7 separate regions of the Mus musculus genome follow, and all the other regions are linked to region 5. The links are chromatin contacts, called in public ChIA-PET and HiChIP or PLAC-seq maps. All regions are on one chromosome and are shown on one strand. Each heading gives the region's core, a stretch centred on a gene start, on an enhancer-like site or on the middle of the called end of the contact. The rest is flanking DNA. Distances are from core to core; before and after follow the strand shown. Region 1 overlaps Lpp (LIM domain containing preferred translocation partner in lipoma). Region 2 overlaps Lpp (LIM domain containing preferred translocation partner in lipoma). Region 3 overlaps Lpp (LIM domain containing preferred translocation partner in lipoma). Region 4 holds the start of Eif4a2 (eukaryotic translation initiation factor 4A2). Region 5 holds the start of Bcl6 (B cell leukemia/lymphoma 6). Region 6 overlaps Lpp (LIM domain containing preferred translocation partner in lipoma). Region 7 holds the start of C730014E05Rik (RIKEN cDNA C730014E05 gene).

Region 1 (3,732 bases), core at 46-2,545, 870 kb before region 5:
CTTACCAAACATTTAGCTATTTTGTCTTTCTTATTTCTCTAGTACGTGCCCATTTTCATCCTGAGACTGTCCCCTTTGATGCCCCTAATCATTGATAGTACAGAACTATATCATTTATTACTCACTGCGATCATAATTTTTGCAGTTTAAGGCAAGATAGAAACATCGTCATGAATTACTTTCTCCCTGGATACTAAGATTCGGTTTTCTGCAGAGTTTAGCAGTCTCAGCATTCGGGTTTTCCCCCTTCTCCTATTAGCATGAGTAGTTTCACCTTGCACTTATTGGAAGCAGCTGTCAGCCTCTGGCATGTCTGAATCAGCAGCACCTTTGGTTTTATTCAGAGGCCACATCTACATGGAATAAAGTTACTGGCCATACCCTTTCTGACAGTACGACTGCCTTCCTGGTATCAGCAGTGGTAGAGTGGGCTACTACAGGTGTCATGTGAGGCAAAGGCCCCAGGGAATGCTCATGTCCTGACTGGATGAAGAAGGACGGTGTGAGGTTTCAGCATGTTCCCCACAATGACATGCCATTCAAACCTTACAATCTGTTTCTTTCTAGAATTTTTCACTTAATATATGTAAGCCACAGTATATTCTAGGTAATGGAAACTGTACTAAATAAGCGCGAGTGAACAGGGACTGTGATATCAAGGCATGCCTTGGGATAACTCACTAATTCATGACTAATGAACACTTGATTAGTAACAGCATGAAAAGGAAGCCAGGCTTCCACATGAATGGAAGGATCACATGCGTGCTCCCAATGATGGCTGGAGCCATTCTCTCTAGTTTTATTAAAACAAACAAACAAACAAACAAACAAGATTTGGAGATGGCTCCCAAGGTCTTTTCCATTGTAAACATAGACAAACTCTTCAGTAGGCACCAGGACCAAAAAACCACAAGAACTCAGTTGAGAATACACATGTGAGGGGTTTTCTGACAGCTTGCCTTTTTGTTGAAACTTGGAAGCAACATTCAAATCTAGATGTATATACATTTCCACTTCTAAAGATTGGGTGATCTGCCTTCTGTTGCATTTGGTGGCATCTTTGCACAGCAGCAGTATGCCCCTAGTCCTGCTGATGCGGAAGAACCCAAGGGCAGGTAAAGCATGGCTGCATTGATCCGAAAAGCTGCTTACTTAGGCACTTCCTGTTTTGAAGCGTGAGTAAAAGACAGCAATGCCATCTTTCTGTTCCACCTGGCAAGTCTGTACTCTGCCCCACGAGGTGCCTCTGTGAGATCATCTCAGTCACTAGCAGTGCTACTTGGCAACAGGAACAGTTGTTCTCTCCTGGATCAAGCACAGATCTAGTGGCATGGACCAGCTCCTCGCTGAACACTGACTGTCTCGCCTTCCACGTCCCTACTGCTGGCTCATCACCCTGTTAGTGCTGAAGACATTCTGCTATCTCAAGAGGGAACACTTTCCCTGCCTTCCTTTCTACCAAGTTCTTCATTTTATCATGCCTTTCTTCTCCTTTCTACAGGGGCCGGGGGAGTCTTTCCTTACAGATGCAGCTCAGGTATCAGCCCTTAAGCTACCACTGCTTTCCATGTCCCAAGGCATCCTTTGGTCATATGCACAGATACCTCACAGGGAAAGGGTTATTATACATTTTTGGTTGTCTAACCTGTGACAGTCTATGAGTTTCTTGAGGGCAAAGACTTCCAAATTTATTTATCTTTTCTCCATCCTGGATATTCTGTGCAGTAAAACTCTCATTCACTCCACATAAATCTGTGATGGGCAAATAGTGAGTTTCCCACAAGCATTCACTGAGGCACACGTTGCAACCTTCTAATCTCCCGTGTCATTACCAAACGTACTGACTCACTGAAAAGGAGAAGTGACACACAATCTAGGAGATTAATTCTGTTCGGTTTCATCATCTCTGTTATTTGCTCAGTTATCAAAGGAACTGAAATTGAAAACACACACACAAAACTATGCAGCCCACGGACCTACCACTATGAAAATGTGCTGAGGAGCTGTCATTAGTGAACAGGTGAATCTCAGCAGAAACCAGTGAACACATCCTCCCTTACCAACACATCTATCATGGGACCCCAGACACAGTAAAAACCCCTGCCTGCTCGCTTATGTTCCACCGCAACCATGAAGCAAGACATGATGCAATCCAGAAATATCGTTTTGTGAAATAAAAATGAAAATCACTATTAGTGAAAGTCATAGAACCAGGGTTCCTTACACAGATGTGTCACAGAGGACCTTCTGAAAGTAGTTGCCAGTGTGTTTCTGTCTTCGGGTCTATGATGTGACAAGATGAAACTTGATCAGTAATTCTCAACTTAGATTTTAATTCTATTATAACTAAGAATATGCCATAGTCAGTTAAAATTTGTCAGTGGGTATGGGCTTAAGGATATCTGTGTCTGTTTAATTTTCTATCTATCATCTCTCTACCTATCTACCTATCATCTATCTACCTATCATCTATCTATCATCTATCTATCTTCTATCTATCTATCTATCTATCTATCTATCTATCTATCTATCTGCCATCTGTCTATCTATCATCTCTCTATATACAGACTTATACATGTACAGCGCATATGGGCACATAGCTTTGTCTCATGAAAATGTTGCTCCCTTGGATGATTCTTACTCTTCATGCTTAGAACCCAAAAAGTCTGGACCCTTTCCATTCCAACAATCTTGGTTTGATATTCCTTGGATAACCATGTGACTGACAGAAAGTACAGTAGTATATGGTACTGATGGCAGAATCCTGTAGAACATTATAGCTATGAGGACAAGTGGCTCCATTAGAAACACTTACTTGTTAAGCAAGTCAGAACAGAGACTTCCCTTAGAAAGCCTCCTAACAATCTGTGTGACCTTGGTCCAGGTTTAGAACTGTCTTAGCACTGGCTTTTTCACCCATATACTAGATCTGAGTGACTACCTACTATGCCGGCATGATGAAGCATGATCTATTACTAAAGTATTTAATAAAGTGCTTAGTCCATAATCAGTGTTCCATAAATGGTCATCAGTTATTAAGGGCTGATTTTGTGCTAAATGGAGAAAAATGGACAAGAAATGTCTCCATCTTTAAAGGCTAGGATTCCATTTATGCTAAAGAACTTCAGATTACTCTATCTTGACTTATTTTTCTAGAGCGTCCTATCAGTTAAATGAATATAACACTATACCAATGTCTTGTCTTATACTTTGCTTCAGTATTTACAGTGATCCAACAAATATGAAATATCTTAACATCTGAGCTGGCAATTGCCAATTTTACCTTTGGTTATCATTTGAGATTGGTTCCAAGTTCAGAATCAAGCAAGAGAAGTCAAATTACCTAAGTTTTTGACATTCTGCTAGCCCTGATATTATGCTAATATGCTCACTACTCTCAGGTTTCACTGTCAATCTTCAACCTGTCTGCCATGAGCTACACATGCCCAGGAGTGCTACAAAACATCCCAACACATTTGGAGGTGACAGTGGAACGTTGTCATGTCAAACTGGATCCTTGGAAGAGATTTGGATTAAATCTTGGGTTCCTTTCTGTGGCTTCTTACCTTCAAGCCCTAGGTTTTAGAGAAACAAGGATGAGTGTATGGGGAGTGTCTTCCTCCTCTCTCTTTGTTTCTCCTGGCATATTTTATGTTGGCCGAATATATTGCTACATAGAAATAAGTGTGATTGAAAATGTTTTCATTGTATGCATTCCTGTCTCAGGGGAAG
Region 2 (3,696 bases), core at 874-3,373, 800 kb before region 5:
GCATCTGAGAGCTTCATCTCCAAAAGAAAGTAGGAGGCAGAGAGAATACTTAAGAAAGGGTACCAGACTTTAAGCTCCACCTCCTGTGAATACTTCCTCCAACAAGACCATATCTCCTATACACCCCAAATGTCACCCCCAATGGTGGACCAAGGATTCAAATGGCAGAGAATATGGTATTCAAACCATCACAGCTTTGTAATGATTTTCTGGGTTTGTGGGAGACAACATTTTGTTCATTTTGGGGCTTTATCAAATGGGGCATTAGAGAAGGAGCTGGCTAAGGGAGATTTCAGATGTAGTAAGGCTTCTGTTTCTAGGCAGCCCGGTGCTTCTGCTCGCTAAATGTGTAAGATAACGATTTTGTGATTGCTCGAAACAAGCCAGGTTACCAGAGATAAGGCTACTTGGACATCTTTACTTTCATGCACAGTTTTAATTCCCCAGGTCAGTAGGCTCACTAGTGAAACTGAGACTATAGCAACTCTGCCTTAAGCCATTCACAAAGTTATAGATTAGATCAAGTAAATTTATATGACCCCATATAATCAATTAAAAAATATTATTAGTATTTTTGATTTTTGAAGGGCTAGCCTGTAGGACTGTATTTGTAGTCCCCAGGATTCTTTCAGTATATATAACTCTAGGATTGGTTTTGTATGATATCACTACTGCAGGCAAGCAACTGACACATCTTAGGTGAAACCTTGAGGGAAACTGAGGAAAGACTTGATGCTTGGATCACTGACCAAGCGCAGTACCATATCCTACCCATACTACTTACTTTGGGCAACAAACCTGATATCAAGAAAGAAATTGTTCTGGATTAAAGTGGGCCCTGCATATAATGTAAAACTCAGAAGGTATCGTAGGCTACCTTAACTTTAATTTCATCACAGCCAAAATGTCATAAAACATTTTCCTACAAATTTACTTGAGTTTACATTCATTAATCCAATATAAATTATTTTAAGTATTCTTTGCAAGTCATTTTTAATCTCTTCTTTCTTTTATTTACTTTTAATTTAGTATTTTTACTTATTTACTTTACATCTTGCTCAGCTACCCCTCCTGTCACCCCCTCCCACAATTCTTCCTCCAAGGCCCCTCCCCTTCTCCTTCTTCTCCTTGGCAGGTGGGGCCAAGAACTGACAGGGCAAGATCAGACTCCTAATCCTATCAGGAAGAGAATGTATAAACCATTTTTCTTCTAAATGGGGTGTTCTACAAATATTTTCTCATGGACAAGCAAGGAAGGGCAATAAGCTTTCCATTTCAAAGCACAGCACGCACAGTGCAAGTTAGCAAAGATGTCACTGTGCTTCTAAGGCTCAGATCCTATTGGGACTTGGCTCCTAGTAAACTTCAACTTGCTGAACTGGTAAAGCCACAAGTCAAGGGGAGAGCCATTGAGTACATATGGCTCTCAGAACTGTCAATGGAAAATAGATGATGCTGTGGAATGGCCATGTAAGTGAGGCAAAGACTGCAAGGATTTGAAAATTTCTTCTGAAATATTTCTAAAGAAAGTCATACAGAAAATGGTATCTTCTTTTCTTTTCTTTTCTTTTCCTTTCTTTCTTTCTTTCTTTTTTTTTTTTTTCTTTACTATTCCACTGTGCTTTAGGGGGAAGTTCTAAACCTAAACGTCTAAGGCTGGAGTGGTTTGCTTTGGAAGACACTGGGTATCACACCACGAGTTTTAGGATGATGTTCGGAGCATTAAAGGAACCACTGCACATGCTACACTACTTGCCAGTAGTGGATTTTGTGTGTAAATATATTTATTGTTTATTCTTTACTATATTCCATTCTGAAGGTGCCACTCTATCCTTTTGCAAATATGAAAGCTGAAATTAAGAGAGTTGGTCAACTCAGAGGTACATAGTTAATAGAAAGCACAGTCATATTTTGAACCCAGTACTGTCTAACTGAAATGTTTTTGACCTTTCTCTGTTCCTGTTCTGTATTTACCACTTCCTAACGCTGTAGTAAGGTATCCTGACAAAAGCTACTCAAGGGAGAAGGGCTTCTTTTGGTACAGTTTGAGGGTACAGTCCATCTTGGTGGGCAGTCCTGACAGCTAGAGCTACAGACAGTTGGTCACATTTTATTCTAAATCAGGAACTGAGCATGTTTGTGCTGCCTGCTCCTTCTTGCTCAATCCAGGACCAGCCTATTGCAATACTGCTGCCCACAATTAGGATGGGTCTTTCAGCCTCCATTTACCTTATCTAGAAAGTTCCTCACAGAGAAGCCCACAGGCCTTGTTTCCATGGTAATTTTAAATCCCATAAACTAATAGTTACCTAGTAATGGCTACTTCCACTGAGCATAAGGTTCAAGAGAACTATCACTTACTGAGTTATAAATGTGCTCAATAGCTTACTATTTTCACTGAGCATAGAAAGTTTCCTTTATGATTCCTTTCTCATAACAAAACTCTGAAAATTTTTTATTCCACATTATACATATATAGCATTTTGCAATGCTCAACCACAAATTCTATTTTAGAAACATTTAAGAAGTATCAACTTGGAATAAAATATAAAATACTCCCGGGGAGATGACTGAACTTTTGTTAAGGTATATGCTAGCAGAGTTGAGAATGCTTTGTTACACCGAGAAGCCACTAAGTTCAGTGGTTCCACCAAACCTAGAAGAATGTTAATTCCCAGCGTAAGTCATTTCTGTGTTCAGAGGCCCACCCTCTCCAAATCTCTATAGAACATGTGAGTCTTGTAACACATTGTCTTCTGCAAGGTGGGATTTGTTAATCAATTTTCCATAGTCCTCTTTGACCAGAGCCTTTTCTGGTACCTACACCTTTCATTCTTGCCAACCATGAAGGTGAATTTTTATTCTCCTCTCCTGGCTTCCATTTGCTCAAAAATCAAATTGGAACTTTTCCTCTATATATACCTAGTAAGAGTATCCTATCTTACTATAAATATTAAACACTCTCTCTGCCTTGGCACTATTTTCTGTTTGCGTTTTTCTCTCTCTCCTCTTCTCTTCTCTTCTTCTCTTCTCTTCTCTTCTCTTCTCTTCTCTTCTCTTCTCTCTCTCTCTCTCTCTCTCTCTCTCTCTGTGTGTGTGTGTGTGTGTGTGTGTGTGTGTGTGTGTGTGTGTAAACACAGAGCCCAGTGCATGAATAAGCACTTAATTTGGTACAAATTTTGAGTGGTTTGGAGCAATAGTTCAGATATGTTCTGCAATATGCTTAGAATCCCAAGCTATGGAAATAAATAAAGAGTTGAAGCTTTAATTATAAACTCCTAGGCTTTTAATACTGTACCAAAAAATGTATTTAAGGAATCTGGTTTCTTTTGGAGGAATTCACAACTGACTACTTTTCTAATGAAAGTATCTGGGGAATTCCTTTTCAGGCTTTTACAACATACGCATGCCACATAGCACAGCTTTCCTAGATGATCCGCTAGTGGGACAAGACTCCAAGGTCGGACACCTGTGTTAGTTATCTTTTCCATGGCTGTGATAAATACTGTGACGAAAACAACTAAGAGGAGAAAGGGTTTGTAGTTCACAGTCTGAGATTACAGTGCATCACAGAAGGGAAGTTCCAGCCAGAGGAGCATGAGGCAGCTGGTCACACTGCATCAACTGGGGAGCAGAGAATTGCTGAGCTCAAGCACTCATATCTCTCTCCTCCCCCCCCCTACCCCTCCCTCCCTC
Region 3 (3,690 bases), core at 991-3,490, 740 kb before region 5:
CATGCTCAAGAAGTTGAGGGGAGAGAAAGAGAGAGAGAGAGAGAGAGAGAGAGAGAGAGAGAGAGAGAGATAGATTGGAAGAAACACAGGAGTGTGATGTTCATATGATGTTAACTTTATGAGTACAGAGTTAAAATATGGACAAGCAATTACAAGATTTAGGCTATGTTGACTGTAGCTGGGTAGAAACACAGCAATGAGGGAGCAATAATCAAGAGCCCATCAAAAGGGTACTGATATGCTCTAAAAGGACTGGATGCAGACAGTAGAGCAAGCTATATGCTGTGTGGTCAGAGAAGTAAAGGAGACAATGTTATCATAGGATAACAATGATAACAGTGTGGAACACTTACATCACAACTCCTGCATCTATGACTCCAGGAACTTGGAGGAAGAGGGGTTAGAAAGACTCTAAGAGTCAAATACCACGACAAGGGCTCTAATGGCCATGTAGAAGAGGGAAACTTTCAAAGGATTCTACACCAAGGCTAAATCTATAGGCTGCTAGCAGAGGGAGGATTAGTACCTCGCAGAGTGAGCCCTTCAATAAAAGTGGTTAGCCATGAAACTCTATACACAGAAAAAATACAATATATGGACTCAGCAAGATGTATCCATATAGTCTTGATTTCATATATATGCTTGTGTGTGTATGCAAGAGTAATAATCAAATAAAAAGGCGTGATCAATTTGATAATGGGTCATGAAAGTAGCTGGAGGGTAGCTATCTGGGAGAAGTTGGGAGAAGAAGAGGGAAAAGAAAATGAGGTAATTCTATTTAAATTAAAAAGTTATTAAAGATTTTAAAAAAGATAATCTTTTAGTTCAATTGCTATCATCGAAAAGCAGAATGTAAGAATAAGGCTAAGGAGAAGAGGCAACAGCCAACCCCACAAAGACTGAGAACAGGCAGTCACTCTTGGACAAGCAATGTTTCTCTTTCATCTCAGGTTGGAAGATCACCATTTTTTGCTTACTGTCCCTGGGACCAAACAGGAATTGGAGGCATCTAGATTTCATTAAAATCCAATCAACTGGCTTCAAGGAAGTGATGGTCTGGGAAGACCTGAATGAACCAGTTGTCAGCCAGCCTGCTGCTTTTAACACCCTACTGTGTGGACTTCTGTTTTCCTAGTCAGTCCACAGATATCCTTCACAGCTAATCCCAATACATACCTCAGGCTGGTTCTATTTCTTTGACAAAACCTCTGGGACATTATGAGGGCTTCTGTAGATCTTTGACTTTGGGTAGAAAACAAATCATAACAAATATACTGGTGTCCCAAGACTAATATGCTCTCCTACTACATTAACATTTTTCACCATGTAAGAAAAATAGGCCAGATATTTTTAAAGAACCATGACTTCCTCCTAAGAATGTAGGAATGTATCTCCCACCAGCTTCAACAAGGTGGGGGCATGAATCTCCAAGTGCCACAGAACAAAGGGGAGCAAGTTCAAAAACAAAATTCCTCCCCAAATCAGGCAAATTGTTTTGAACACACACACACACATTAACTTTATGAGTACATAGTGTTTATATATAATATATATATAATATATATTATATATACATATATATACATATATATATACATATATATATATATACACACACACACAGACACACACAAGAAATTTATTGAGAACAGTACTTTGTTTCAACAGCATCATTCTTCAGGACAGTATATCAGGACAGTGCTTAAAAAAAAAAACCCACAATTGTCATTTTCTAGCCAATGGCTACATAGTAGCACTATGGTTGACAAAAACTTTTAAAGCTAAGCACTTACCTCCTTCTGTTTTTTTTAAACTCCATAATATTTAGAATAATAAAATTAGATCCTGACTAATTGACATTTTTTTCCATTTTTTATTAATTGCTTTAGTTTTCCCAACTTTTTTTCTTGATCACAGACTCCTGACAAATATACTTTTTTTTTTTCCGCATTGAAATACTTACAAAGAGAGTAAAGGATTTAAGAGCGCGCTGTGACATCTTAGGGCTGAGACTGGTGAGAACCAGGTTTCAAATGCAGGCGTCCTACCTATTTTCCTCCTTTTGTTCTTTCCTCTACATATTTCTGCACAAAAAGGCTTAGAGTACATCCCCATCCACAGAAATATATTCCTTGTAAATACTTCAGGGATGCTTTTGGCATGGCTTAGAGACTGCTCAGGCCACAAGAATCCATGTAGGAATGCTGGTTAGCAGAGCCTGCCTTGTCTGCTTTTTGGTAATACTCAGTGAAGGCCAAGTGCCTATGAATCATGACAAAATTATTCTTACTCTCTTATCACCTCTCCCCCTTTGGTAAGTGATTGACTATTAGACACAGGAAGTGCATGTCACTGAATAAATTATGAAAAGTCAAGACTCCATCTGGGCTGGAACTGAGAGAGAGGGAAGATCATTCATGATAGTAATGGAAGCTTCAGTGAGCCCTGGAAGGAACATCTACTTAATCCCAAACATACCCCAATGCTGAACCTGTGCTGCAGGCATTGAAGGCTCAGGTAGCTGTGGTATACTCTGCTACACCGTGACCCACTACAAGTGGCTGCAGAGCTAGCCTGGACTGCTGCAGCATGGACTGATCAAAGCAGGTAAAGTGTATGAAGGGGCTGCAGGAGCTGTATTTAAATCTATCAGAAAGAGTCCCAGGAAGGAAATAAGTTAAAAAAAAAAAAAAAAAAACCTCACACCATAGACGATATTTAGAGAAAATGAGAAGAAAAAATAGCTTAAGGTACTGGTGAGCAACATCCCTGACTGAGAAGAAACAAGCCAAACCAGTAAAAGTGAAAGCATAATAGGAAAGGATGTGGGAAGAGAAGGGGATGGAGGGAGAGGGAGGGAGAGGGGGGAAGAGAGAAGGAAAAGAAGGGGAGGGGAAAGGAGCAGGAACTGTTATCTCTGGGGAAGTAGAAAGAACTATTTCCTCAAATGCTGACATTCATATTTAGAATCCTAACTATTCCTTTGTTTTAAACATACTAGGTCAAGGATTCATATATGCAAGGACAAACCACTTCCTTTAAAGCAAAAACCTCACCTTAGTTTTCAGCCTTACTATAGTTGAGATCTAGGTTTCACAGTGTCAGCTGTGAAAGATACAAGGGACTGATTTTCTAGAAAGAAAGGGGGAAAGAAAGAAAGAAAGAAAGAAAGAAAGAAAGAAAGAAAGAAAGAAAGAAAGAGGAGAGAGACAGAGAGAGTGAAGGGAGAGAGGGAAGAAGGGAAAGAGGGAGGGAGGGAGGGAGGGAGGGAGGGAAGCAAGGAGAAAGGGACAGGGGAGGGAAGGAAGAGTAGGAAGAAAGGAAGGAAGGAAGGAAGGAAGGAAGGAAGGAAGGAAGGAAGGAAGGAAGGCAGGAAGGCAGGCAGGCAGGCAGGCAGGCAGGCAGGAAAGAAGGAAGGAAGGAAGAGAAAAAGGAAGGAAGGAAAAGGAGGAGAGAGAGAGGAGTAGAGAGGTAAGGAGGCAGAGAGAGACCTGGGGAGAGAGGAAGGGAAAGACCTAGAGAGGAATAAAATTATAGTTTATATCTTTATAAATATAGCCATACGAACTGCATATATCTAAATATGTATATACATGTGTATAATGGGTATATATATATATATATATATAAAGGCACACATAATGATTCTTATAAAATTAATAAATATGCTAAATTGCATATTTAATACAT
Region 4 (3,727 bases), core at 876-3,375, 880 kb after region 5:
ATCACAAACTACTGAGACAGTCAAATGTTTAACATGTCACTGCAGTTTTCATGTTGCACAACTGCATTCCAAATTTTAAATGGGTACAGATATAATCCACCCTGAGAAACCTATGGGTTTAACTGTTGAGGTGCAATCAATCCCTAAAGTCATACCTACAATACCCATTTCCTGCTTAGCTTTCAACAAAACTCCCTGCATGCATGGACAATTAAAATGGGGGCTCTCACAGGACTAGGACAATTTATACGTTTTAATTTTAAATTCTTCACAGTTGTGAAACCTGAAACCTATGCAACACGCAAGCAGTTTTTTGAACTACACTATCAATACCTGTTGAGCCAGTTCTCTGGTGGGGGCCAATACTAGTGCTTGGGTCTCCTTGAACTCAATCTCCAACTGTTGCAGGATGGAAATAGCAAATGTGGCTGTCTTGCCAGTACCTGACTGAGCTTGAGCAATCACATCATACCCTAAAAAAAGTAGGATACATATTTACCGATCCCACATCAAATCGTTACTTCTACTATACACCATGTATTCCAGTTGGAACATAAAGTTACGCCCACATAAGTGATCAGCAAGAGTATTCTCTTCATTTCAGGTCAGTCCCGAAAGATGATTTGCCATCATTTCACTTTAAGGAATACAATCAGGTGCTAGTACTTCCCCAAAGGTCACTTTCCCTTTTCCGGTCCATGTATGTGCAGAGCACTTATCCTAACGGCAATAGAGTTTTACCTTTAATACAAGGGATAATAGCTCTTTGCTGAATAGCTGAAGGCTTCTCAAAACCATATGCATAGATGCCTCGAAGAAGGGACTCCTTTAAATTCATATCATCAAAGTTATCAACAATTTCATTCCAGTTGCTCTGTAAGTTAATAATGAAACTATGAATAAGACATGAAAAAAAAATGTACCTTTCCAAACCTTTAACGTCCACACCCACTCCTTACCTCGATGACACCATCGGGGTCCATTCCCTCTGGGCCGCCATGTTCTCTGCTGACAACAACACTGCAGTTAGACATACTGCTTCCAAGCCACGCAGAGACCCTTAAAGGGCCCTTCCACCCCGTACCTCATTCCCCTCCGCGCCCCTGTGCTCTGCTGAAAACGCCTCAAAACCGGCCGCAATGCTGCGAAGCGCCATTCGCCCTCCCCAACAGCTTGGGACTTGGACCCCTAAGTATAGACGCCCCTTTACTCAGTGCCCTAGGACCAGGCCCTCCCGCTTGGGAAGCGAAGCTCTCGCGAGTGCTCCGCGCGCCGAGCTCCGCCCCTAACTCTGCGCAAGCCGGCGTGATTGACGCCGAAAGGCCCAGGCAGGTCCATGCCAACGGCTCCGTCGCTCCGTTTCACGGTCCAGGGTGATCGTCCCCTGGCCGTCCAATCTCCCATCTCGACAGAACCCTAAGAACGCCAGCTCGCGCCACTGGCCGCCAATAAACCTTCGGGTCCCGGTTACCCGCCCCTAAGCAGTCTGCGCCACGGCTCCGCTTGCCATATCCCGTACGGGGAGGGGCAGCAGCCAAGATGTCACAATGTGTCCTAAGAAAGGGCATCCTTAATACTCCGTTCTTGTATCCGTCCTGTCTCCCCAACATCTGGAGTCTTACCATCATGGAAGCTTCTCGAAGGGCACAAGGAGAAGTGTGTGCCCTAAGAAAAAGCCCGCATACCTGCAGTGTGGCCGCCAAGCAACCCACCTCAACGCGGGTCCTAGTGACCTTGACTACAGGCCACCGGCCGCCCCGGGAGCGCCGTACCTGTTGTAATCCGCGGAGCCACCAGACATGATCCGAAAACCCACTCAGCGCCCGACTGAAAAGACAGGCGGACGGCGCCGCCCGTTTTTTATAGGCTCGCGGCCGGAACCCGTTTCTCGCGGAGGAATTTCCTTATTCCCCTTTCGGAAGCCACAAAATTGTACTCCTGGAGTTTGTTACCGGAGGTGAAGCCCTACAGGAGTCGATGACAAAATCCACATTTCACTATTACTTGGTATTACAGCGTTCCCGGAGATCCACGAATCGGGAACGGGTCTGGGACTCTTTGCTTTCGGCGGAAGAATATTGCAGCAGCGCGACCGCGCGCCGCGCTCCTCGGCCGCCCTGCTCCTACGGGGTTTCCGCGGCCCTGCCGCAGAGGCCGGCGGAGCCCTGGGCGCTTAGGGCGGAAGCCGGTGGCGCTGTTCGCTGGCGGGCGGCGTCTCCAGGACGCAGCTCCGGGCTACCTGCGCGTCAGCGTGCCCTTGGTCCGAGCCACCGCGTTCCGTGCCGGAACAGAATAGGGTTACCCCGCCCGTTCTCACTGCTGTTTAATGTGACAGGAAAGGGCTACCTGGCATTTCGCCCAGCCATTTAATATCCATTCAGATCTGGAACGTGTGAAACCCCTGCCACGGAAAATGTCGGCCACCCAGCACATCCTAGGAAATCCAGTTTGCAGTTCTATTTTTGTAAGACGAGAAGCACAGTGTGTAGTATCATTAACAGATGTCCCTAGGGTGGTGATTCGATTTTCATCTCTTTCTGGTCGGTCGTCTTCAGCTCTGGCTTAAAAAATAATGCTAATAATTTCAACCTAACAGGTGCGAGAAATGACTGATAGAATCACTACCAACTTGTGCAAAGGACCTGTCATTCTTTGTAACACAGAAATGTAAATGGGTGCTTCTGGCAGACTCAGCCCTAGCACTTCAAGAGCTGATTGTCTCTTCTGGTAAAACAAAACAAAAACAAAAAACAAAAACGATTTTAATCATCTAATATTGCCTTACTGAAATTGAGACAATATAGTTCGTATTGCTCGTAATAAACTTGCATGGCTGCATAAGCCTAGACGTTTCCAGTCAGCCACAACTCGAGCCCCTTGCAAAAAAATATAAGATATTTAATCCTTGAATTTTAAAATATGAAAGTATCCTGAACACTCAAAAATTTTTCTCATTAATTCAGAAGACCAAAGACTGACTAACCAGAGAAGGAAAAGGCTCAGTTTGGTAATTTACGAAAAGTATTTGGCTCTAAAAAGATTAAATTAGATTAAATTGTATTTGTTTATTTATTGAGTGTGCACCTCAGCGCGTGGAAGTCAACGGACGACTCTTAGGAGTTGATTCGTCTCCTACTACTTGGATCCCACAAGTGGGTCCTGGGGATGGAACTTAGGTCAGCATGCCCTAAGGCCAGCATTGAATCATCTTGCCAGCCCTATGTGCTATCCTTACTCAAAAATAAAACCTGTACTTATTTGGAAGTTATTGTGTCAGAAACTGTTACAAAATGATGACAAAATAGAGACCGGGTGTGGTGACATGGACTTTTAACCCTAGCACTCAGGAAGTGGAGGCTCGTGGATCCCTGCAAGTCTTAGAGGGTTCAGGCCAGCAAGGGCTATATAATGAGACCTTGCCTCAAGGGACAAGTGAGTGAGTGACAAAATGGATTGGCCATCCTGTGTAGAGTCTCTTTCAAAGTTGCCATAAAAATAAAAATAAATAATACTTCCTGATCTAAGAAACTCAACAAAGTTCAGTTTTTCTGAGGAAGACTACATGTGCCTAACAGATGTTTTCGTTATGGTTAGTACTGTCATTACATGCCCTGAGGATTTTCCTAAGTCCCTTAAGAGGAAATATTTAAGGCTAACCTTTAGACTATAACTGTGGAAGACATTTTGTATTTAAAAAGTATAGTCTGAGTATGGTCACACATGTCTT
Region 5 (3,285 bases), core at 185-2,684:
GCAAGAGACAGACATAAAAGAAACAAGAGTCTCACTCATCCAGGGATGAGTAGGAGGGCAAAAACCCCGACCAACATTTAAATAAGGAAACTGCAGCTATGAACACATAACCCAGGGCCCACCGTGAAAGGAGTCTGCCCTGTATTCACCTTTTAAAATAAAGGAAGAAAGAAGGGAAAGAAAGATTCCGCTCCTCTCCTCCCCTCAGCTCTGCTCCAAAGCCTAGAGGACCCGGCTGCGAGCAGTGCGCCTAGTGTAGCACAGCCTGTACTCAATACGCGCAGTATCTGTGATCCTGGCAGCCAGGCCTTTAGAATTCCCTCAGGCTGATCCCTTCAACACATACTGAAGAGATTTTTTTTCCTTTCTCCCGACGACCTTGAAACGAACCCAGTGGGGGTTTAAAAAAAAGGGTGGGGGGAATGTTCAAGACCTTAAGAAAATAGCAAAATACAAACATGTATTTGGCTTCACAGAATGTTGTAACAGGCAAACATTACACGTACCCACACACACATTTCTAGCATCAAGAAATTTCCTGAGAGTCAACAGTAACAGAGTAAACCCACCACTCGCTGTCCTGGAAAGAAACAAACCAAACCAATCCAAATCCTTTTACATCTCTTTCAAGTGCAGGAAAGCTTCAGCAAAAGTCCAAGAGGAAAAGGAAATTGTACCAAGGGCGGCTGGGGGGCGGGCGGGGGGGGCGGGCGGGGAGCGGTGGTGGTGTTGGAGGTTGGGGCTGTCATATGTGGCCAAAAATGTAAGCTTCTGTCAATGGTATTAGGTTGAAATATTGCACCTTTAGAGAGAGAGAGAGATAGAGAGAGAGAGAGAGAGAAAGCGAGAACGCAGGGAGACAATAAAACCAACGAATGACAGTCCCGACGATTTACATAACACCACAAACTTGCAAAAGGCAAAAATCAGAAGCGGAAAAAAAACCCCACCTAAATCATTAAAATACAACAGGAGCATCCCAAGCCACCATCCCCAAAGGACCCCCCCCCCGCCCCAACATAATTGTCCCAAATAAAAAGAAAACAAATGAACCCACCGAAAACTGCTTGGCAAATATTTTTCTCGTGGTGCCTAATACTCTAGCTGGAAGGAGCTGTGGTATTTATTGTTTTCTCCCTCCCTCGTCTCTCTAAACCTGCCTCTAACACACTTGTTCTAACGGCTCAACTCTCTCGCTCCCTTTTGTGTATTTAGCTCGAGGAGCCGAGTTTATGGGTAGGAGAGGAAGAATTAGCCCCAGACCCCGGGAAAGCAAAGCGCACTCTCCCTCTTATGTCACCGAATAGCAAATTAGTTCTCAGAATTCCAGAGGCCGAGCTTTGCTACAGCGAAGACGCCGACGTCACGGAGCCCACGTGACGGCGGCGGAGCGGGCGGTTCCATCGGTGGCCCGGGGCAGGGAGGGTCGCCTTGTAGCCGCGCGCGCCCGCCTCGGGACCCCCGGTGTTCCGGGCGGCGGTGCTGCGGGAACCACGATCCGCACTATAGGGCGGCGAGCGGCGCGGCCCCGAGGCATTCTGCCGGCCGGGAGGGCGCTGCGGAGCGCGCCGCTGCCACCGAGTCCTCCCCTGCTGCGGAGCAATGGTAAAGCCCGCAGCTCAAATTCCGAGAATTGAGCTCTGTTGATTCTTAGAACTGGGGTTCTTAGAAGTGGTGATGCAAGAAGTTTCTAGGAAAGGCCGGACACCAGGTGATTATTGCTGTTGCTGCCGCCGCCGCTGCCGCTGCCGCCGCCGCCGCTGTTGCCGCTGGTGCCGCTGCCGCCGCCGCTGCTCATGATCATTATTTTACCTTTTAATTCTTTTTTTTTCCGCTTTTGCCAAATGCTTTGGCTCCAAGTTTCCTATGTGTATCTATTGATATAAATGTATCTATTTATTGATTCTAGCTGTCAGGTGTTAAAATAAATGCCGAAGATCAGCCCCACGTCTCTCCCACTGTAGGATCTAGCTTTTCGCATACGTATTCTTCTTCTTCTTCTTCTTCTTCTTCTTCTTCTTCTTTTTTTTTTTTTTTTTTTTTTTTTTTTGCTGTCTTGGAGCGCCTCGGCCGCCTCGGGGAGGCTGTGCCGCCCTGCCCGGTGTTGTTTCGGTGTTTGGAGACGCAGGGGCGCGGGGCGGCGGGCGCTGGGTTGCGCGGCCTGGGAGGGCGGACCGCGGCGGCCCCGCCGGCTTCGCGCGGCTTGGCTTGCTTTCTCTGCTCGCTTGCAAACTGCCTTCCCCGCCGCTGCCTCCCTCCCCGCTCAGTTCTCCCGGTGCCCGCGTTGGCGGCCGTCCACCGGCCCCGGCCCCGGCCCCGGCCCCGCACAGTCCCTGCCTTGCACCCGAGCCGGGAGTCAGCGGGGGGAATGCAAGCCAACTCCTCGGCTGGTTGTTTTATTTTCCCTTTTCTTTTTGGTCATAAAGCCAGATGAAGTATCGTGTCTGCAGTTTCCTTTGAGAGCCGTGATCTTCCCAAGGAGAGACAGTGTTTTGGGAAGGCTTCGCTTGCACGGGGGGCGGGGACGTTGAATACTTTGAAAATTACTCTTTCTTGGTTGGAGTCGAGGCAGTCGGGAACCCGGGTGCGCTCGGTCTGCCCAGCCCGAGGAAGGAGGCTTGAAGGCGGGACAGGGATTTTGGGGGAGGGTGGGAGAGGGGTGCGCGGTTTTTTTGTTTTTTGTTTTTTGTTTTTTTTGCACCTGCGGCGCTTTCAGCGTGCGGGACCCGGGGGGGTCTTGGCCAGCCAGCCCGGAGCTCCGGAGAGGTGGCGGGATTTCTGGCGGCCGCGGTGTTTGTATTTTGGGTGCTGCGTGACTGCGTTGGCTCTCAGCGGTAGTTCCCTCCCTTTCCTAAATTTAATTTCATTTTTCCCCCTTGGTGCAAGCTGTGTTTAAAAAAAAAAAAAAAAAAAAAAGTGGCCCTGGGTATAGCGATAGCCACTCTTCAGATTCCCAAGGTCCTTATTTTGGGAGAAGGAAGAAAAACAGAGCCCCAGCCTGCGTTCCTGATTTGCAAGATCAGGGAGGGAAGAAGGGGTACTTTGTGATTCCTGCTGGGGGACCCCGGACGGGAGGAGCGGGTGCGATAGGGAGATCTTTGTGAGTGATTTTGCAAAAACAGATTGCGAGGTTGGTTGGATTTGCAACCTGTGGCTCTCCTCAAGGGAGGGAGTAGGAATGGGGAAAAGCGGCGGCGGCGGCCCGGGGAGGGAGTGGGTTGAGAGTTGGAACCTAGGAAATGGGCTGCCTGGGGGGCAGTGGGAGCTGGAGGCCACCCCTGCCGG
Region 6 (3,674 bases), core at 42-2,541, 890 kb before region 5:
ATAGGAGGGGCATGGCTGGGCCAGAAGGAACACTTTCTGGACCACGTGAGACTCTGGGAAAAGGAAAATTTCCTAGGAGTCACAGATGGAGGCTGGTCACATCCTCTCTGCTGTGTGTTCTGTTGCTGTGGTCACCATATGACCAAGAGGCATTTGGGGAGGAGAGGTCTTATCTCACCTTAGAGTTTACAGTGTATCATCAAAGGAAGCCAAGGCAAAAACTCAATACAGGAACTTAATGAAGAGGCTGACTTCAGGCCCATCCTCAGGTACCTTCCTGCAATACCTTCTGTCATCTCAACACAAACTTAGACATGCATTTCTGAGAAGAGGAAATCTCGGTTGAGGGACCCATCTCCATCAGATTTGCCTGTGTGCATATCTATGAGGCATTTTCTTGATTAATGGCTGATGCTAGAGGACCCAGCACACCATGGGCAGTGCCATCCTTGGGCAGGTGGGTCTGGTGTGTATAAGAAAAGGAACTGAGCAAGCTAGTGAAGAGCGTTCCTACATGTTGTTTCTGTTGCAAGTTCCTTTCCTGGCAAGCCAGTAAGCAGCATTCTTCTCTGGTTTTGCTTTAAGCTGTCTGGACTTTGTGTGCTGTGACTAAAAGCATGCACTCCTATGCCTTGCCAGCTACCTTTCTTATACAGCTGAGGCACACTCTTCTTACAGATGGTACATCCTGCAGCCTCCCCCAAAGGAATCGGGAGGTTTTCCTAAGGACTCCTTCAGAGTTTAGTTTTCCAACCCAAGATACATTTTGTAAGATAAGTACATAAACTGAATCAAGGCTGAATCAGGTGTGGAGAAAATCACTTAGTGGACATTTCTGCATAGCCTTTCAAAACATTATGAAAGTGGGAGTGGGTGGGTTGGGGAGCAGGTGGGGGGAGGGTATAGGGGACTCTCGGGATAGCATTTGAAATGTAAATGAAGAAAATATCTAATAAAAAAACAAACTTGGAAATGGCCATATTCTCCTGCTGTCTGTGGAGCATTTCTGAGCAATCACTCTTGTACTGAAGTTGTTCCTTATTTAGGCTATCATATTCAGTAAACACTGCTAATTTTATAAGATGACTAATACCCATGTGCCTAATAACGAGAGAGACAAGTCAAAGGTCCTCCCTTACTGAGCTTATATGAAGCTCAGAAACCACGTAAAGCCATAAAACTAAACAGAAACTAGTAATATTTTCTTGTATCGCTATGTGATCCTATTTGAAGTCCATCTTAAGCAAGAGATACACAGAGGGAGTACAAAGTCAAAGGTCTTTAGTGGCTGTTTGGACCATCAACACAGCTTGGCTCCACCAACATACTACTGAGTTCAAAGTGGAGACAGTTACAACAAATACAGCTTGCTTTATTTCTGAAACAAACTGTGCACATATTTGCGGCCACCCCACTAATTAACCTGGAGATTGCTCCTTTCATCTCCTCCGTGGTTTTCTCCCCCTAGTTACCACATGTTGGGGTTATTTTTTGCCATCTGGGATATATTCAAACTGTTCTCTTATAGGCACCAGAGAGAGGATGGTACAAGTGATTAAGAGACTGAGGAGTCTGACTTTGTAGAAAGATTAAAAGAGCTATATATGTAACACACCGGGGCTGGAGGATGACTAAGGGGTGCCATGATGATGGCTATAAATATCCGCAAGGTGTAAACACTAAGGAATAATTTAGCTTGTGGCAGGTGGTTCAACTAGGAGGGATGGTGCCTCAGAGAAGAGAGATATTTATTAAAGAGTAACTTAGGCACTTCAGAGGTTCCCCATGGGATTTGCTGGAGGGAAACATGAAGAGCAACTTCAAGAACAAGGCAGTGGGAATCGGAGACATGGGCTGGCCAAACTCTTGCTTTTGTAAATCAGTACCTGATCAAGGAAGATGGAGAGGTCTTCCAGCAGTGCTCTGAGGATGGATCCTGAGGACTAGGTGGTCCTACTGTCCACTAAAGCAATAAGGAGAGGGGGCATGAAGGGCAGTGATGAGCCCCTTCGTCTGTCTTGTCTATACCACCACTATCCTTAGGATAGCTTCTGAGGAACTTGCCAACTCCAAAAGATTGTAGAAGAGATTTGCTGAGCTAAAAATCTTGGAACAATATATTAGAGGGTTCTTTTTTTTTAAATTCATGCTTATTCAAAAGATTCTAAACCATTTAGAATAGGTACTAAAGTTATACTTGAATGAACTATTTATTGACCTACTTATGTGGCAGCCTAGCAGAGACAGCAGTAACCTTCATGCATGGCTTGGTAAAAGGCTTTCTCCCTTTTACACATACATGGAATTTCCCAGCTAGCTTTCAAAGCCTGAATCCATTGGCTCCCTGCTACCTTATCAGGATCCTGTGCCCAGCCTCTAAGCCTGCTTTTAGAGGGAATTTCATTCTTATCTGAATCTTGTGGTTTGTCATGTGGCTCCTGAAAGATGTTCCATGTGTTTCATATTGCTTCCCTCTGAGACACTGCTTTCCACATACAACTTTGAACACTGGATTGGTAAAAATTCACAGAGTAATAGAGGAATTCTCATTAAATTTCTAGTAAAATTGAAAATGTTTTAATAGAACAGTTCTTGGGCAAATGGCAACGAATCTTAACATGTAGCTGGAACAGGTAACACAGAATGTGAATATCCACATAAACAAGTGTCAAGTGATTACTGCACAGAGCAGGCATTGGAACTCACCGAGAAGAGAAAGATGAATGGGACCTGGCCTTTGCCTTCTCTAGAGCTCATGGGCACACAGTTGTTACATAACATATAGATCCAATCAGGGCAGATTTAGAAGGGAAAGTGTGGACTCAGGCTTTGAAAACCAAGTGGGGAATTCTGTATTAGGGGAAAGATGGAAGACACACAGTCATGGAGCAAGTGAGAACACTGGCAGTCTGGACCTACTGACCTGTGAGGAGGGAGGAACTAGGCTGCAGCCCTGGGCCCAAGGCAGGGCAAGGAGGGTTTCTACAGAAGACCAACCAATAAAACACTGCCATGTAACAAAGTGGATATATGTCTTAGGCCTTAAACATACATGCCTATATGCATGTTATAATAACACCTCTAGATAAAAGTGGAGGAAGGGCACAGAGGAGCAAAGAGGGTGATAAAAGAGCTCATAAGCCACTGCCTTATCTTTAATCTGCAGGCAAAGACAGAGAAGCTCTGAAAAGTTAAATCTCATCAACTATCACACAACAAATATTGGTATTCTGTCTAAACTACACCCCAACAGTTACCTGGCAAGAGCGAGGTAGTCTGGTTCACTATAAGAGGGGCTGCTTGTCCAATCCTCTTACTCTTGCCTTTCTCCCTTGCCTCTTTCCCCTGCCCCCGTTCCCCCTCTCTCCCCATTCCCTTCCCCCCTCTCTCCATGTAGTCATGGTTGGCCTCTACTTCTCTACTTTCTCCTTTTCTCTGCCTCTACTACCCTCTTAACTCTCTATTGAGTTGCCCTGAATAAACTCTTTTCTACACTATACAGTCCTGTGGCTGGTCTCTCAGGGGTGTGGCTGGTCTCTCAGGGGTGTGGCTGGTCTCTCAGGGGGAAGGGGATGCCTTGGTATGGGCCGGCTAAGGCACCCCCTTCACCCACACCCCACCACACCCCCTTAGAACATATATTAACACCGCTTTATCTTTTTATGATCACAACA
Region 7 (3,497 bases), core at 183-2,682, 810 kb after region 5:
GAACAGTTAAAAATAAATTTGTGTTTCTATGAACTAACCAGTCTCAGGGATTCTATGGTAGCAGAACAAAATAAACGAGAATAGATATCAAATTTAGGACTGCTCTTCTCTTCAGAAGGGTGTCAAGTCCTTAAGAGAAAAGCTGCCAAAGATAAGAATGCAACAAACAGGCATTTACTTTGTGGCAGTTTTAGCCTTTAATTTGGGGGAATGCAGTACACTAATTAGAGGCATTCTTGGATAAGAAACATGCATTTCTAGACCTAAGGTTTGCTTTCATTTGAGGAGAATGCTGCCTTTTCCATATGGTTATGGGTGGCTACTTTCATGGAGAGTCTTGTTCATTGATGTCCTGTCTCCACTGACAGCCCTATGGGCAGGGAAAGATAGCAGGCTGAGGACCAGAAGCACTCGGAAATTTGCTAATTCAAATTTCCTCACCATGGCCCATCCTTACTAACCTCTCTGGTTTGATTTGACTTGATTGCTGGAAGGCTTTTCTCCAGAACAGGAAAACGTTAGGGAAGTGCTGACTTTAAGGAAAACAGGGATAAGGAAAGGATGTTTACCCAATGAAGGAGGAAGTCAGCGTCTGTGACCAGAGCACAAGGGGAATGGTGCCTCTGGTTATCTGGCCAAGGGATGCTGCCACACACACTTCCTGTCTCTTTCTTGGAATCAGTAATTGACTCAAGCATAAAATAAGGATAAGAAATAACATAATTAGGAGAAAGGGCTTATCAGTTGTGATCAACTCCCAAAAGTTCTTCACCAACAGACATCTCTCAACCTTAGAAGATATTTTCATAAGACCCAAAGTTACATAAATGCTGAATACCTCACTCTCTACTATCCATAATGTTATCCTTCAACATATAGACAGCCCTAAATTAAAATACCTCAAAATACAACATGAAAATCAAAGGTACCAACAAGTGCATTGAAGGCAGTACCCCTCAATGCAGAGGCAAGACACAAAGAACTTCCGTGGACTTCCTAGGAGGAAGTGATCTTCCTTTATCTCTGATTGTCCAAGTGGCAAGGACAGCACAGAATGTGTTCCTGCCTGTACTGACAGACATGTCAGTTTCTCAAGATTCACTTGACGGGCTAGTGATGAGGCCAAACCCATGTCTGTTTCTCTGGAGTGGAGGCTGGGTCACTCACAGCCACCTAGCACGCAATGACCTTCCCCTCTTTCTCTTGACAATAACAGCAGTTTAACTGATGAGACAGAGAAATGGACCCTATAACCCCACATGCCAGTGTTACCATTCTAATGTAGTCTTTTCTCTTGAACTCACCCACCTCTGCTTCTGTCTTCATTGCCAGTCCAATGACAAACAATACCAACTCTGACCTATGAGCATCAGCTGTATCAGCAGGTGTCCTTAGCTCAGTGCCCATGTGCTCCTATGATGCTCCTGCTTAGAAAGTGTTTATTCGCTTTCTATCTCAAAAAACTGATATCTAGATATGTACTGAAATGTGGTGCGTTGAACCTTGCCAGTTCAGTTGCCTTTCTGTTTGGCTTTTTCTGTAACACTTTTTCCACAAGCTGCCCTGAACTTCTCATTTTGCCTTATCAGCCCATCTCTGCTTTTAACTTCTCCTCCACGGTCTTCTGTGAGTGGGTGCTATCTCTTGCTCATCTCAGTTTAGTAAGCGCCTCCTCCTTCAAGCGGTACCTCTGATACAAAGACTTCCTGACTGACTTGGAGTGGGGGCCTAGAACATCCGCTCCTCATAAATGGAAATCATATCTTAGTCTTTTTATGATAACAGTAGGGACATGGCCTTTCTCTCTTTTTAAGATTGATTGATTGAGCCTTTCTACAAGAAGGAACTGTTCTCTTATGCTTTCACTAAGGCTAACTCGCCAGCTTAGGCAGATGTACGAACTTCAGAGTCAGTGAGAGGCCCTGTCTCAAAACTCCAAATGGTGCACATACACAGGAACACTTATACATGCACCACACACACATGCGTACACCACACACACAATAATAATGAAAACACTGGGAGATAGAAAGTTCTGTCATGGGCTGGTGAGATGGCTCAGTGGGTAAGAGCACCCGACTGCTCTTCCGAAGGTCCAGAGTTCGAATCCCAGCAACCACATGGTGGCTCACAACCATCAGTAACGAAATCTGACTCCCTCTTTTGGTGTGTCTGAAGACAGCTACAGTGTACTTACATATAATAATAAAATAAATAAAATTAAAAAAAAAAAAAAAAGAAAGTTCTGTCATGTTCATTAGTAAACATAAGTGATACTGTTAAAATGGTCATAATATTCAATGCAATCTACAAACAATGCCATCCCCATCAAAATCCAAATGACATTCTTTATAAAAATAGAGAGTATTGATCCTGACGTTCATATGAAAAAAACAAGACCCAAAATAGCCAAAGAAATACTGAACAAAAGCCACATTGAAGGAATAACACCTGACTTCTAATTATAGAACTTCAGTGACAAAATGGCACGGTACAGACGCAAAACCAGATCAAGGGAAAACAAGGACAATCCAGCTACTGCTATGTGGTTCTTGCTAAAGGTGCCAAATGTAAACCTGAAAAGTACAAAGTCCTCAACAAGTGGCACTGGGAGCTCTGGAAAGTCAGACACCATAGGCCAGTCTCTCAGAATATGCAAAACTGGGCTCAAAGGTGACCAGCGACTTTAATGTAAGACCTGAAACTCTGAAACAACTAGAGGAAAACAGAGGGCAACGCGTCAAGAGCTGGACACAGACAAGGACTTCTTGGAGAGTACTTCTGCAACTCTACATCATCATCACCATTTTCCAGGGATGTGGCATTTTCATGGTCCTCTATAGCAACTGGACAAAGAAAGTTGTAAAGTAACAGCTTCAAACATACTGATGGATACATTCCATAGATGCAGGGATACATTCCATAGATGCACGGATACATTGAACAAACACATTATAGCAGAGCAGGGGAAACTGCTAGAGACCTTAGAGGCTTAAAGCATTCTTAGCCCTTTGGTGGAAACTAGGGGTCTGCTCATACATTCCAAAGAATCTACCTAAAGGTCACCAAAGACATTAAGTCATTGTCTTGGTTTTCTCTCTATTGTCATGATCAGTACCAGAGTGGAAAACAATTTGGTGAGGAAAAACTTGATTTCATGTAACATCTTATAGTCCCTCCTGAAGAGAAGCCAGGGCAGGGAAGAACCTAGCCAGAGGGACTGAAGCAGAGACTGGGAGGAGCACTGCTCACTGGCTGGCTCAGCCTGGCTTGCTCAGCTACCTTTGTCATACAGCCCAGAACAACCTGTCTAAGAGTGGCATCACCCACAGTGCACTGGGCCCCTCCCACATTAATCCCTCATGGAGAAAATGCTCCTCCCACAACTTGCCTACAGGCCAACCTAACGAAGGCATTTTCTCACATGACGTTTGGTCTTCCCAGATAATCCCAGCTTTGTCAGTGACCAAAATCTAACCAGCATAGATTATTAATTG

Evidence for each region. ChIA-PET counts read pairs in DNA pulled down with a chosen protein or histone mark. HiChIP or PLAC-seq counts read pairs in DNA pulled down with a chosen protein or histone mark.
Region 1: a contact with region 5 is called in an H3K4me3 HiChIP or PLAC-seq map of bone marrow-derived macrophages, with 16 times the contacts expected there. The contact joins the enhancer-like site here to the promoter of Bcl6 in region 5. A contact is called at or near these places in 22 of 39 promoter capture datasets (the 3T3-L1 cell line, 3T3-L1-derived adipocytes, the C10 cell line and 15 more), 3 of 15 datasets of contacts at CTCF or cohesin (embryonic stem cells, large pre-B cells and pro-B cells), 7 of 484 Hi-C or Micro-C datasets (the CH12 cell line, the HPC-7 cell line, bone marrow-derived macrophages and 4 more), 34 of 115 datasets of contacts at active chromatin or transcription factors (the 230-238 cell line, DN3 thymocytes, the NIH/3T3 cell line and 22 more) and 4 of 9 other capture datasets (adipose tissue, liver, macrophages and 1 more).
Region 2: an H3K4me3 HiChIP or PLAC-seq map of bone marrow-derived macrophages shows a contact between it and region 5, with 14 times the contacts expected there. The contact joins the enhancer-like site here to the promoter of Bcl6 in region 5. A contact is called at or near these places in 17 of 39 promoter capture datasets (the 3T3-L1 cell line, 3T3-L1-derived adipocytes, the C10 cell line and 11 more), 2 of 15 datasets of contacts at CTCF or cohesin (embryonic stem cells and large pre-B cells), 13 of 484 Hi-C or Micro-C datasets (the AML12 cell line, B cells, bone marrow-derived macrophages and 9 more), 36 of 115 datasets of contacts at active chromatin or transcription factors (the 230-238 cell line, the NIH/3T3 cell line, the SCID.adh cell line and 28 more) and 4 of 9 other capture datasets (adipose tissue, embryonic stem cells, macrophages and 1 more).
Region 3: an H3K27ac HiChIP or PLAC-seq map of the NIH/3T3 cell line shows a contact between it and region 5, with 12 times the contacts expected there. The contact joins the enhancer-like site here to the promoter of Bcl6 in region 5. A contact is called at or near these places in 19 of 39 promoter capture datasets (the 3T3-L1 cell line, 3T3-L1-derived adipocytes, the C10 cell line and 15 more), 3 of 15 datasets of contacts at CTCF or cohesin (embryonic stem cells, large pre-B cells and pro-B cells), 39 of 484 Hi-C or Micro-C datasets (3T3-L1-derived adipocytes, B cells, the C2C12 cell line and 25 more), 44 of 115 datasets of contacts at active chromatin or transcription factors (the 230-238 cell line, the NIH/3T3 cell line, the SCID.adh cell line and 31 more) and 5 of 9 other capture datasets (adipose tissue, embryonic stem cells, liver and 2 more).
Region 4: a contact with region 5 is called in an RNA polymerase II ChIA-PET map of memory CD8 T cells, with 94 read pairs. The contact joins the promoter of Eif4a2 here to the promoter of Bcl6 in region 5. A contact is called at or near these places in 1 of 39 promoter capture datasets (cranial neural crest), 4 of 115 datasets of contacts at active chromatin or transcription factors (effector CD8 T cells, embryonic stem cells, memory CD8 T cells and 1 more) and 2 of 9 other capture datasets (adipose tissue and liver).
Region 6: a contact with region 5 is called in an H3K4me3 HiChIP or PLAC-seq map of bone marrow-derived macrophages, with 13 times the contacts expected there. The contact joins the enhancer-like site here to the promoter of Bcl6 in region 5. A contact is called at or near these places in 24 of 39 promoter capture datasets (the 3T3-L1 cell line, 3T3-L1-derived adipocytes, the C10 cell line and 16 more), 6 of 15 datasets of contacts at CTCF or cohesin (CD8 T cells, embryonic stem cells, large pre-B cells and 3 more), 53 of 484 Hi-C or Micro-C datasets (the 63-12 cell line, the AML12 cell line, the AtT-20 cell line and 29 more), 53 of 115 datasets of contacts at active chromatin or transcription factors (the 230-238 cell line, CD8 T cells, DN3 thymocytes and 37 more) and 5 of 9 other capture datasets (adipose tissue, embryonic stem cells, liver and 2 more).
Region 7: a contact with region 5 is called in an H3K27ac HiChIP or PLAC-seq map of regulatory T cell precursor, with 4 times the contacts expected there. The contact joins the promoter of C730014E05Rik here to the promoter of Bcl6 in region 5. A contact is called at or near these places in 1 of 39 promoter capture datasets (the HPC-7 cell line), 2 of 484 Hi-C or Micro-C datasets (both in CD4 T cells) and 2 of 115 datasets of contacts at active chromatin or transcription factors (regulatory T cell precursor and thymic regulatory T cells).

The regions. Positions count from the first base shown.
Region 1 is chr16:24,858,119-24,861,850 of GRCm38.p6, reverse strand. The region is part of intron 9 of Lpp (LIM domain containing preferred translocation partner in lipoma); the gene reads right to left. Among named protein-coding and RNA genes, the nearest start is that of Gm22672, 24 kb to the left of the region's middle. Within about 2 kb of position 1,295, at least 47 of the 459 cell types and tissues checked have an H3K27ac peak or open chromatin away from gene starts, as enhancers often do. A contact at or near this core is called in acute myeloid leukemia, bone marrow-derived macrophages, centrocytes and 2 more, where this site is marked.
Region 2 is chr16:24,784,313-24,788,008 of GRCm38.p6, reverse strand. All of the region lies in intron 8 of Lpp (LIM domain containing preferred translocation partner in lipoma), which reads right to left. Among named protein-coding and RNA genes, the nearest start is that of Mir28a, 42 kb to the left of the region's middle. Within about 2 kb of position 2,123, at least 4 of the 459 cell types and tissues checked have an H3K27ac peak or open chromatin away from gene starts, as enhancers often do. A contact at or near this core is called in acute myeloid leukemia and bone marrow-derived macrophages, where this site is marked.
Region 3 is chr16:24,732,046-24,735,735 of GRCm38.p6, reverse strand. The region is part of intron 7 of Lpp (LIM domain containing preferred translocation partner in lipoma); the gene reads right to left. Among named protein-coding and RNA genes, the nearest start is that of Mir28a, 94 kb to the left of the region's middle. Within about 2 kb of position 2,240, at least 49 of the 459 cell types and tissues checked have an H3K27ac peak or open chromatin away from gene starts, as enhancers often do. A contact at or near this core is called in the C2C12 cell line, the C3H10T1/2 cell line, the HL-1 cell line and 8 more, where this site is marked.
Region 4 is chr16:23,105,866-23,109,592 of GRCm38.p6, reverse strand. Eif4a2 (eukaryotic translation initiation factor 4A2) reads right to left here and starts at 2,125. Exons shown (of 11, transcript NM_013506.3): 1 at 1,773-2,125; 2 at 960-1,005; 3 at 742-874; 4 at 334-473. The coding sequence starts at 1,801. Snord2 (small nucleolar RNA, C/D box 2) reads right to left here and starts at 640; the gene lies at 573-640.
Region 5 is chr16:23,987,001-23,990,285 of GRCm38.p6, reverse strand. Bcl6 (B cell leukemia/lymphoma 6) reads left to right here and starts at 1,434. Exons shown (of 10, transcript NM_009744.4): 1 at 1,434-1,711. It overlaps Gm31527 (a long non-coding RNA gene), which reads right to left and starts at 2,019. Exons shown (of 2, transcript XR_384770.3): 1 at 1,058-2,019.
Region 6 is chr16:24,876,733-24,880,406 of GRCm38.p6, reverse strand. The region is part of intron 9 of Lpp (LIM domain containing preferred translocation partner in lipoma); the gene reads right to left. Among named protein-coding and RNA genes, the nearest start is that of Gm22672, 5.6 kb to the left of the region's middle. Within about 2 kb of position 1,291, at least 35 of the 459 cell types and tissues checked have an H3K27ac peak or open chromatin away from gene starts, as enhancers often do. A contact at or near this core is called in the 63-12 cell line, the SCID.adh cell line, SST interneurons and 7 more, where this site is marked.
Region 7 is chr16:23,173,215-23,176,711 of GRCm38.p6, reverse strand. It overlaps C730014E05Rik (RIKEN cDNA C730014E05 gene), which reads right to left and starts at 1,432. Exons shown (of 3, transcript NR_155420.1): 1 at 1,309-1,432.